Linked DNA regions of Mus musculus: region 1 is linked to region 2. A link is a contact called in public Hi-C data. All regions are on one chromosome and are shown on one strand. The core of a region is the stretch at or near the end of the contact, and the rest is flanking DNA. Distances in the headings are between cores, read along the strand shown.

What was found. A called contact is a pair of places that touch in the nucleus more often than the background predicts.
Region 1: a Hi-C map of pancreatic cancer cells shows a contact between it and region 2, with 5 times the contacts expected there. The contact joins the promoter of Gimd1 here to the enhancer-like site in region 2. A contact is called at or near these places in 4 of 39 promoter capture datasets (cranial neural crest, embryonic stem cells, frontonasal cranial neural crest and 1 more) and 2 of 484 Hi-C or Micro-C datasets (pancreatic cancer cells and uterus).

What each region holds. Positions count from the first base shown.
Region 1 is chr3:132,628,230-132,633,616 of GRCm38.p6, reverse strand. It overlaps Gimd1 (GIMAP family P-loop NTPase domain containing 1), which reads right to left and starts at 3,771. Exons shown (of 3, transcript NM_001372140.1): 1 at 3,709-3,771.
Region 2 is chr3:132,209,938-132,215,211 of GRCm38.p6, reverse strand. No RefSeq gene overlaps it. Among named protein-coding and RNA genes, the nearest start is that of Dkk2, 130 kb to the right of the region's middle. Within about 2 kb of position 3,736, at least 29 of the 459 cell types and tissues checked have an H3K27ac peak or open chromatin away from gene starts, as enhancers often do. A contact at or near this core is called in pancreatic cancer cells, where this site is marked.

The sequences.
Region 1 (5,387 bases), core at 2,522-5,021, 420 kb before region 2:
AGATGGGTGCTGGATCCTTTGGAACTGGAATTAAGGATGGTGGTGAGCTACCAAGTATGAATGCCAGGAATCATATGCTGGCCCTCTGGAAGAACAGCCAGTTCTCTTAGCCACTGCATTATCTCTCCAGCATCCCCTAATCTTTTGAAACGAGAGCTCAGGCTGTCCTTGAACTCACTATGTGGCTTGGACTGACTTCAAGCAATTCATCTGTACCCTGTCTCAAACGCAGAGATTGCAGATATGAAGCATCATGGCCCATTCAGCTTTACTTAATTTAATTTAATTTTAAATACAAGACTTAGAATTAAAAGAGATTTTAGCATAGTTAAAGTTGTCACTTGTGTTTTTAATCTTAGCCATTCTGACAGGTGTAAGATGGATTCTCAAAGTCATTTTGGTTTTCAGTTCCCTGATTGCCAAGGATGCTGAACATTTCTTTAAGTGTTTCTCAGTCATTTGAGATTCCTCTGTTGAGAATTCTCTGTTTAGATCTGTACCTCATTTTAAAATAGTTTGTTGAGTTCTTTAGATGTGGAGTTAGTTGGTAAAGAGCGTTCCCCAATCTGTGGGCTGCTGTTTGTCCTACTGACAGTGTCTTTTGCTTTACAGAAGCTTTTTAGTATTAATTGTGTGCCTGCACTATTGATGTTCTGTTCAGGATGTTGTCTTTTGTGCCAATGGGTTCAAGAGTATCCCCCACTTTCTCTTCAGTGCATCTGGTGTTATGTTGATGTCTTTTCTCCACTTGGGCTTGAATTTTGTGCAGGGTGATAGATGTGGATCTATTCACATTCTTCTATATAACATCCAGTTAGACCAACACCTTTGGCTGAAGATGTCTCCCCCATTGTATAGTTCTCGTTTCTTTGTCAAAAATTAGGTGACCCTAGGTGTTTAGATTTACATCTAGGTCTTCAATTTGATTCCTTGGATCAGCATGTCTTTTTTTATGCCAATATCATGTGGTTTATATTACTGCAGCTATGAAGTACAACTTAAGGTCAGGGATGGTGATACCTCCATATGTTCTTTTATTGAGTAGGATTGATTGAGCTGTCCTGGGTTTTTTTGTTTTTCCATATGAAGTTGAGTATTGTTCTTTCAAGGTCTGTAAAGAATTCTGTTAGAAATTTGGAGGGGAGTGTGTTGAATTTATAGATTGCTTTTGGTGGGATGGCCATTTTTATTATGTTAATCCAACTGATTCGTGAGCACTGACCCAACAAACAATCTGGTATAGCTATTCTAATATCTAAAAAATAGATGTTCAAACCAAAATTTTTCAAAAGTGATAGAGAAAGATACTTCATATACATCAGATGGAAAATCCACCAAGGTGATATTTCAATTTTTAAAATTTATGCCCCTAAGGCAAGGGAATTCATATTTGTAAACATCACTAAAGCTTAAATCACACACTGAATTTCACACATTTATAGTGACAGACTTTTATACTCCACTCTCACCAATGGATAGGTCATTCAGATAAAAATTAAACAAAGAAATAATGGAATTAATAGATGTTATGAATCAAACTGACCTAACAGATATCTACAGAACATTTCAACCCCAAAACAGAATATACCATCTTCTCAGCATCTTATAGAACATTCTCAAAAGACCACATACCCAGTCACAAGGCAAGTCTCAACAGACACAAAAAATTGAAATAACCTCCTGTATCCTATCAGACTACCACAAATTAAAGCTGAATATTAACAAGAACAGAAATAACAGAAAACCTGTAGATTCATATAAACCGAACAACTCACTACTGAATGACTATGGGATCAAGGCAGAAACAAAGAAAGAAATTAATGACATTGTAGAACTCAATGAAAATGAATGCATAACATAGCCAAACTTAGCAGACACAATGAAAGTGTTGATAAGGGGAATGTTCAAAGCACTATGTGCATTCCTAAAGAAATTGGAGAGATCTCATGTTAGCACCTGAACAGCACACCTGAAAGCTCTAGGACAAAAAGAAGCAGACATGCCCAATAGGAATAGATGACAGGAAATAATCAAACTGAGGGCTGACATCAAAAAGATAGAAACAAAGAAAACAATACAAAGATTCAATGAAACAAAGAGTTAGTTCTTCTTGAGCATTAAAAAAATAGACAAACATTTATCCAAACTTACTAAAAGATGCAGAGAGAATATCCAAATTAACAAAATCAGAAATGAAATGGGGAACATAACAATAGAAACCAAGGCAACTGAAAGAATCTTTAGGTCATACTTCCAAAGTCTGCATTCCACAAAGTTGGAAAATCTAAAGAAAATGGGCATTTGTCTCAATTAATATCACAAAGCAGACATTAAGATTCTCTCGGCCAATAAAAACCTAGGGCCAGATGGGTTTAAGCACTGAATTGTACTAGACTTTCAAAGAAGAGCTTATACCAATACTCCTTAAACAGTTCAACAAAATAGAACAGAAGGAACATAGCCAAGCCAAACTCATTCTGTGAGGCCACAGTCATCCTGATACCTAACCCTCACAAAGATTCAACAAAGAAAACTTCAGACCAATTCCCCCATGAACATTCATACAAAAATACTCTGCAAAATACTTGCAAACCAAATCCAAGAACACATCAAAAAGTCATCACCATGATCAAGTAGGCTTCATGCCAGAAATGCTGGACTGATTTAATATATAAAAATCTGTCAGTGTAAACATATAAACAATATATAAAAACAGTGTAAACCATATAAACAAACTGAAAGAGAAAAGTCACATGATCATCTCATTAGATCCTGAAACAGCCTTTGACAAAATCCAATGCCCCTTCAAGTTAAAGTTATTAGAGAAATCAGGGATATAGGGCACGAACCTAAACATAATCAAGCAAATATAGCAAGCCGATAGCCAACATCAAACTAAATGGAGAGAAACTTAAAACAATTCCATTAAAAGCAGGGACAAGACAAGGCTGGCCACTCTTTTCTATCTATTCCATATAGTACTTGAAGTTCCAGTTAGAGCAATAAGACAACAAAAGGAGATCAAGGGGATACAAATTGGAAAGGAAGAAATCTAAGTATCACTATTTGCAGATGATAGACACTATACATAAACAACCCCAAAAATTCTAACAGAGAAGTCCTACAGCTGATAAACACCTTCAGTGAAGTGGATGGACACAAGATTAATTAAAAAAAAAGTCAATAGCCTTCCTGTATACGAATGGCAAAGAGGCTGAGAAAGAAATTAGAGAAACAGCACGCTTCACAATATCCACAAAAAGAATAAACTATATTGGGGGTAACTAACCAAGCAAGAGGAAGACATGCACGATAAAAATTTCAAGACTTTGAAGAAGGAGAGTGAAGAAAATATCAGAAGACGGAAAGCTCTCCCGTGCTCACTCACCATTTTCATTGATTTGTAAGCAAAGCGACTGGCAAACTGGCACGTGACCTCAGTAACACTTTAATTGGTAATAGCTGTTATTTTGCTTGTGATTTATAATTCTGTTACATGGTGTTAAGTAATCCAGGTTTCTCTTGTTCTCTAAGGTTTCTCACCCCAGGATTTCCAGGTCTTATCGCAAGCACCTTCCAGAAGCCACACAGTTGAACAATACGTAGGTAGCCGTTCATACAGCTCATTCGATTGTGCCATGGCATCAAGTGGCCGTTCATTTCTGTTTAGTTCCAATCACATATATGATACATTTTAAATCCACTTACCTCTTTTGATGCTAGAAATGTATTCTTTACAGGTTTCCTTGGAACCAGTACAGTTTATTCTTTGAAATGGACTTTGGTCTCCTGACTGTGTGGTACTAGCCGGGGACTGGTACTGCATCGTTTTGTTTAGTTAATCTGTCACCAGACATCCTCTTTGTAAGTGATTAGCTGTCTTCTAATCAGAGCCTACATATGTTATCTCACAGGACTATCCTTTAAATCAATACTTCCTGAAACCTATATTTCCAGAATTAAGTTCCGAGTGTGTTTCTATTAAGTAACAAGGTACCCAAGCCAAAGTACGAAACATTCTTAGTGACAGTTTAGACTTTTCCATTTTAATGGATAAACCCTGCATCACTTCATGAAAACTGCCAGTGAATATATGCGTGTGTATAATAATTTACAGACTATGTAACAGTAGTAAATTCACAAATTCAAATTGTTCTAGAAAAATTCCCTAGGTTATTTGCATATACTTGAAACATATCACCTTAAGCTGTTAAAATCTCTTGTGTGCTCGGTCGGGGACATGCAAACTCATAAACACCTACTGATGACGTATGTAAGGCACACAAGGAGCTGCAAGTTGTTTTTCTTTAAAACTAGTTTTGTTTTGATATTTAAAATCTCTGATTTGTCTTCCTCCTCTGGTTATTTGATAGTCCACACCTCCCCAAACTCATTCACATCACGCATGAGATACAGGATGTCTTTGTAGCTACATTCTGGTCCTTTCTTACAGCTCTCAAGAAGTCTACTGAGTAGTACTTCTGAGAAGGCAATCTGGAGACAGCTGGTAGTCCCCCTTCTTGTGTGGGTCTGACGAGGCAGATGCGAAAAGGATCTATCCTTCATGAGCACTAGTTCTCTGGAATGAAGTAGAAAAGAGCCTCCCCCAGGTGGCGGTAGCAACGTGTTCCCTCAGAAGGAATTTTCAACCAGAATTTAAGTTGCCGCCTCCAAGTGTAAACTGACATACAGCAATCTGCAACAAAATGTATTCGTTGTAGGGTGAATTTTTTTTTTTTAAGAGTGGGAGCTAGCAGGCCTTGGTTTCTGCGTTCCTTTATGGAATGCAGCCAGCACACGCAGACCCTAATTTTTCAACCTCTCATTTTTGAGATGAGCATTTAGGTCATTTGCTGAATACAAAAGGAAGGGTTATAAAAGGAAATTTGATGTTTATAAAAGGAAGTCGACCGTTCACAAGCATAGTTATAAATGACACTGGATATGCAGATGTTTAGCCACATTATCTAATGCTATATTAGATTTGAGACTATTTTATAGATTTATAGGAGGAAAATGACAAATATTAAACAAATTATGTAACAATATTAGCATTTCTCTTGGTGTTTGCTTTGATAAATCAAGGTAAAAGAACAACTTAAAAAAGTACTTTTCCACTGACATTACTAACTATGCTGTCACAGGACTAAAAAGGCTTCATCCTTAATTAGATGGTTTCAGTATGTGTGTTAGAAAGCAGAAATTAGCTACTTCAAGTTTTAAAAAAAATTAAAGCGGATCCTGAAAAAATTAGATAAAACCACAAAAAGGAATTCCAGTCTGCTGGAATTGGCAGAGAGGGGAGAGCCAAGCAAAGAGATTAACACCAGGAGAAGAAGGGCCTGTGGCCTGGGATAGGGATTTCAGCATTACAACCTGGGAGAATC
Region 2 (5,274 bases), core at 2,487-4,986:
TGACCATGTTTGCGGTTTAAGATGAACTGCATCTGCAAAGTTGAACATCATCTAGTAAGCATATAGATGTATTTAACATAAAACTACCATGACACTGGAAACTTCAGAAGTAAAGGCTAAAAGAACTGAAAAATATATTATGGAAAGTAGTACAGGAATGTGATTGGAAAGACAGGAGAAATTATCTAAGAACAAACTTGAAAAATAGTCTGTTCTCAACTACCAAGAATCTTATTTGGGGGTACCACATTTTTAACTCCAAGACTTTGAAACAAATAACCTTCTGCAGTCACAAAGTATATTATTGATCACACACTGAACATCTTCTCCTATTTTTATTATTTTACCTGCTTCCTGTTCAGAATCAAAGACATTAACACTTCTATTTGGCAATCTAAGTGCTTTGCAGATCAGTAGTAAGGACTCGGATTGTGTTTGGAAATGTACCTTTCTTAACAGCACTGTCATAAAAATTGTGTATTCTTCATAGATAAATTTAAATATCTTAATACATATACTTGAAAACTTAAGAAAGTAGTTTGTATTAATAACACATTTTATTTAGCTGAAAACTCAAAAACATCACTGTAAATATTTAATATTTAAAGACACTAATAAGACATTTTATGTTCTGTTTTTCATACTACATATTCAAAGTCTACTGTGCATTTTTTAAAAATTAAAAAGTGCTCCAATTCACAGCAGCTAATTTCAAATATTCCATAATCCTATATCACTTTGGGCTTCCAATGTGACAGGAAAACATGGGTCTGTATATATTTAGCTACAACTGATGCTCTTAAGTGAATAACAGGTAAAATAGGGATTCCTGGTATACCTTTTATGTGGTATTTCCCCTATAAATTCATCTGAATGCCTGGTCCCCAAATGGTGATGCTATTTTGATAAGCTGTGGAACTTTTAAGAAGTGGACCCTACCTGAGCTACCTGGGTGACAATTGCTACCAGGAGACAGAACTTATCATTTACAGCCCAGATGTGCTTCTAGTCCCTCCGCTGTCTGTAAGAGATGAGAAAGGTAAAGATTCCTACCGTGGTGACCTATTACCCTGCAAATTATAAGCCAGCATAAACCCTGCCCACTTTGCACTGATTACATCAGATTTTGTGTCCCAACAACAACAGCAATAGCTAATACAAGTCCTTAGTTAAGATGTAACGAAAAAAGTCTTAGAAAAAAAAGGAAGTGCATCCTAGGACTCTAGAAGTAAGAGAACATGGGACTTGAAGTTGCTCTGGATTGTCATTAGTGGTATTCCTCACACTGCCTAATGGCTCCCCTTCTAAGGCTGGTGAAATGATCAACAACCCTTAAGATTTCATAGATATTCAAGGCCATACTACCTCATCGTATGGGGCTGGTGGGCACCACTAAGATGAACAAATATGTAATACAGAGATAGAAACATGGAACAGAATATGAACTCTGGTGAGAGGCAGAACTGGAGATACAACTACAATGGTGAGAACCAGGCTGATTTGAGTGACCTGCATTGCCACCTGAGGCCATAGGGATCCATGCTCCCTCTGAGGGCCATGTCTGGGTTTGAGGTCCTATTGCAACTAGGGTCTACCACCTGAAACCATGTAGATGTCCAGGGGCCATGTTTTCACAGGGTGGGGATAGGGGAGGGACACTGATCTGAGTGAGAGTCCTGGGAAGTCACCTGAAGCCACAGTGATGTCAGGATTCCTGCTGCCCCTGAGGGCCATGTCTAGGTTTGAAGTACTACTGAAACTGGAATCTGTGTTGATGTCCAATGAAGGTCATACAAATGTATGTGGGCTATACTTCTGCTGGACGCCATATTGATGTGAGAGATCTGCATTGCCACCTAAGGAAGGCTATGGTGATGTTCATGGTCCAGGTTCCCCCTGACAGCCTTGACTTGGTCTGTGGTCCTGTTGCAGTCAGGGACTGTGCTCATTGTCTGTGCTATGATGATAAACCATGTGGATGTTCTGTATTCGTGATCTGTGCTCTTACTGACACTAAGATGCAAGAACACTACTTTTTCTGTGATAGGGATGATTTCGGATATGTACTTTGGAAAAAGAGACATGGAAGGCTTCTGTGACAACTCCTACAGAACGCCCCCCCCCCAAGTAACAACCTAAACAGAAGCCATCAAAGAAAAGGGTGGGGCTGGAGAGATGGCTCAGTGGGTAAGAGCACCCGACTGTTCTTCCGAAGGTCCTGAGTTCAAATCCCAGCAACCACATGGTGGCTCACAACCATCCGTAATGAGATCTGACTCCCTCTTCTGGAGTGTCTGAAGACAGCTACAACTCACATATAATAAATAAATAAATAAATAAATAAATAAATAAATAAAAGAATTAAATCTTAAAAAAGAAAAAAAAGAAAAGAAAGGTGTGATAGGGATGTTCTCCACGATTGATGGCTTCTGGCAGGGTGTGGGGGTGGGGAATGACTCAGTTTTATGTAAGGGGCAGGCCACTGAGAGTCTAGTCATGCTCCAGTGAGTATATATGTTTGGAGCCATTTGCTGTTTCTCTAAAGCAGAGGGAAAAAAAGAGAAAAGTCTGCCTGCTAAAGGAGAGTCAAGGTGGGTCACGGTCTATTGGCAGATTTTCTGACCTACTGAGGCATGGAATGATAAGAGGGGGTATACTTGAGGCTCAAGGCAAGGAGATGAAGATTGTATTGACCTTAGTGGAAGGAATAGGGAAGCTTTTGTGTTGGACCAAATGTCTTATATGTATTCTTCAGCATCACTTCTGTTAGTTTAATGCTTTACTTCCCATTGTACTGTGTAATATAAAAAGGCTATAAAAAATATATCACTGCTGGTGTGGTATTGACCTACAGCCCTCCTACATCTGTCTCTTGCATCTTCTTTCTGTCTTTCCTATTGTTAATCCTCACTCTCCACTTCAGAAGAATGTTTGACTTCACACTGGTGGGGCTGGTACACATATAAATTAGACTTGTTTTTTTTTCTTTATTTTTGTGGGGGTCTCAAATTTTTCAGATTTATTTTTGCCAGTGAAGTATATTTGCTTGCAGACAACTCATATATAATTCAGATTATATATGCATATACTTGTATATGTGTATAAATGTATATTTGCATATATGTACATGTATATATATACAGATATACATGTACATATATACAGATATATATGTATAACATATATAATACTCATTATATGTAACATGTATATACGTATATGTGTGTATACATGTATATAATGTATGTGCATATATAGCACACACATACACACACACACACACACACACACACACACACACACACATATATATATATATAAAATAAGATCAACTAGTCTGTGTATTTGCATTGAAGACTTAAAACCAATTATATTCAGGGACTATTAAAAGTTATATGCTAATTCCTGTCATTTGCTGTCTTTGCAATGTCTGTTCCTTTTCTAGTCCCCATTTCCTTACTGACTTTATTTTCTTGTCACTGTGACAAAATATCTAACAAGAAGAACTTGACAGAGAAAGGGTTTATTCAGGCTCATGGCCTGAGGTTTACTGTGTGACTTTCACTGGGTTCATGTGAACAAACTTAGTCATCCCAGACTGTCATCCAAGGAGAGACTAAGTAAATAATTCAACCCAAGTCAAGCTTGTTGAAGCAGTGAGTTTATTCGTACTAGTTACAAAGTGCAGATAGGGAAGGGAGGGTCCCTTACGGGAGCATGTGTGACTCAAAGGCAGCTGCATCACTGACAAGCTTGTCCTAGTACGGGTGATGACTCATGTGATGGATAACCTTCGTTGTCAACTTGTCTACATCCTGCCTTAACTAAGATCCAAGCAGCTGGGCACAACTGTGACTGATTTTATTTTTCTCGATTGGACTATTTGAGACACCCTAAATCTGGATCATCTGAGGTCAGAAGTCCATCCTTGAATCTTGGCCACAGCTTCTGGAAGCAGTCCTCATAAAAGGACATGGAAGAAGGGACATTTTCATTTTTTGCCTGCTTGCCTTCATTCTCACTGGAAAGATCATCTATCCTGTTCCTGAGAAACCCCTTTGCTGATGTTCAAACTTACATTTTCAGGACTCCATACAGACCAAAAACTTGCAGCTCTCTAAGACTTCCCACCAAATTGGGAATACTGAGACATCCATGAGGACTGAACAACTATCAGATCCTCCTTGGCTTTCTATCAGGAGACAGCCAATGTTAAACTACTTGGACCACAGCATGAATGTGTGTGTGTGTATGTGTGTGTGTGTGTGTGTGTGTGTGTGTGTGTGTGTGTGTGTGTGTGTATGTGTATATAAGTATGTATGTGTATATATGTGTGTGTATGTATATATGTGTATGTATGCATGTATGTATGTATGTATATAAGTATGTATGTATGTATACATACTTAGTTTAGCTAATAAAACCTACATTTTTGGCAGTCACTAAACAATAGCAGACATTTCCTTACAAGAGCCTCTGATCTCACAAGTCACAGATCTTTTCCTGGCTTATCGTATTAGATATAATTCTTTCCGTGGAATGGGCCTTAAATTCAAGTGGAAAGTTGCACACATAACAATCATGGCATGTTACATCATTAGGCACAGCTTGCCTTGTCTTTTGGTAGTGTAGTACATGGTGTTCATAGCCAAGCAGGATTGCCAGTGAAAAATTATCTCCAGAAATCTGCACAGTGCCTACAGAATGAAACTAGGCCACAGAGAGGGCGCTGGTCAGCTCCATCCAGGGCTGATTTCCCTATGTCTTATAGAAAAAGCAAGGGGTGTTTTCTCAGTATGGATTTATCATCCAGATCTGGCATGCAATCAGTAATTAGTAGAGATTGCCTATATGGTTTTGGGAATTTCATGAAACTCTTTGGTCAATAACTCATAATGTAGTAGTGTGCTTTGTGTATCAAAAAGTTTATTTAACAACCTTGCAGTTTCTAAAACACCCCTTTTGAAAATGCATGACTGACGACTGGAGAGAGATGGCTCAGCAGTTAAGAGCACTGAGTGCTCTTCCAGAGGGCTTGAGTTCAATTCCCAGCAACCACATGGTGGCTCACAACCATCTGTAATGGGATCCGATGCCCTCTTCTGGTGTGTGTCTGAAGATAGCTACAGTGTACTCATATAAATAAAAATAAATAATATTTTTTAAAAAGAAAATGCATGACTGTTTGTTTTTAGGATGAGGACAGGGTCTCTCTATCTGCGAAAGGGACAGTCATTTTTGTATATTGGTGTGACTCTCAGTAGGCAGAACACA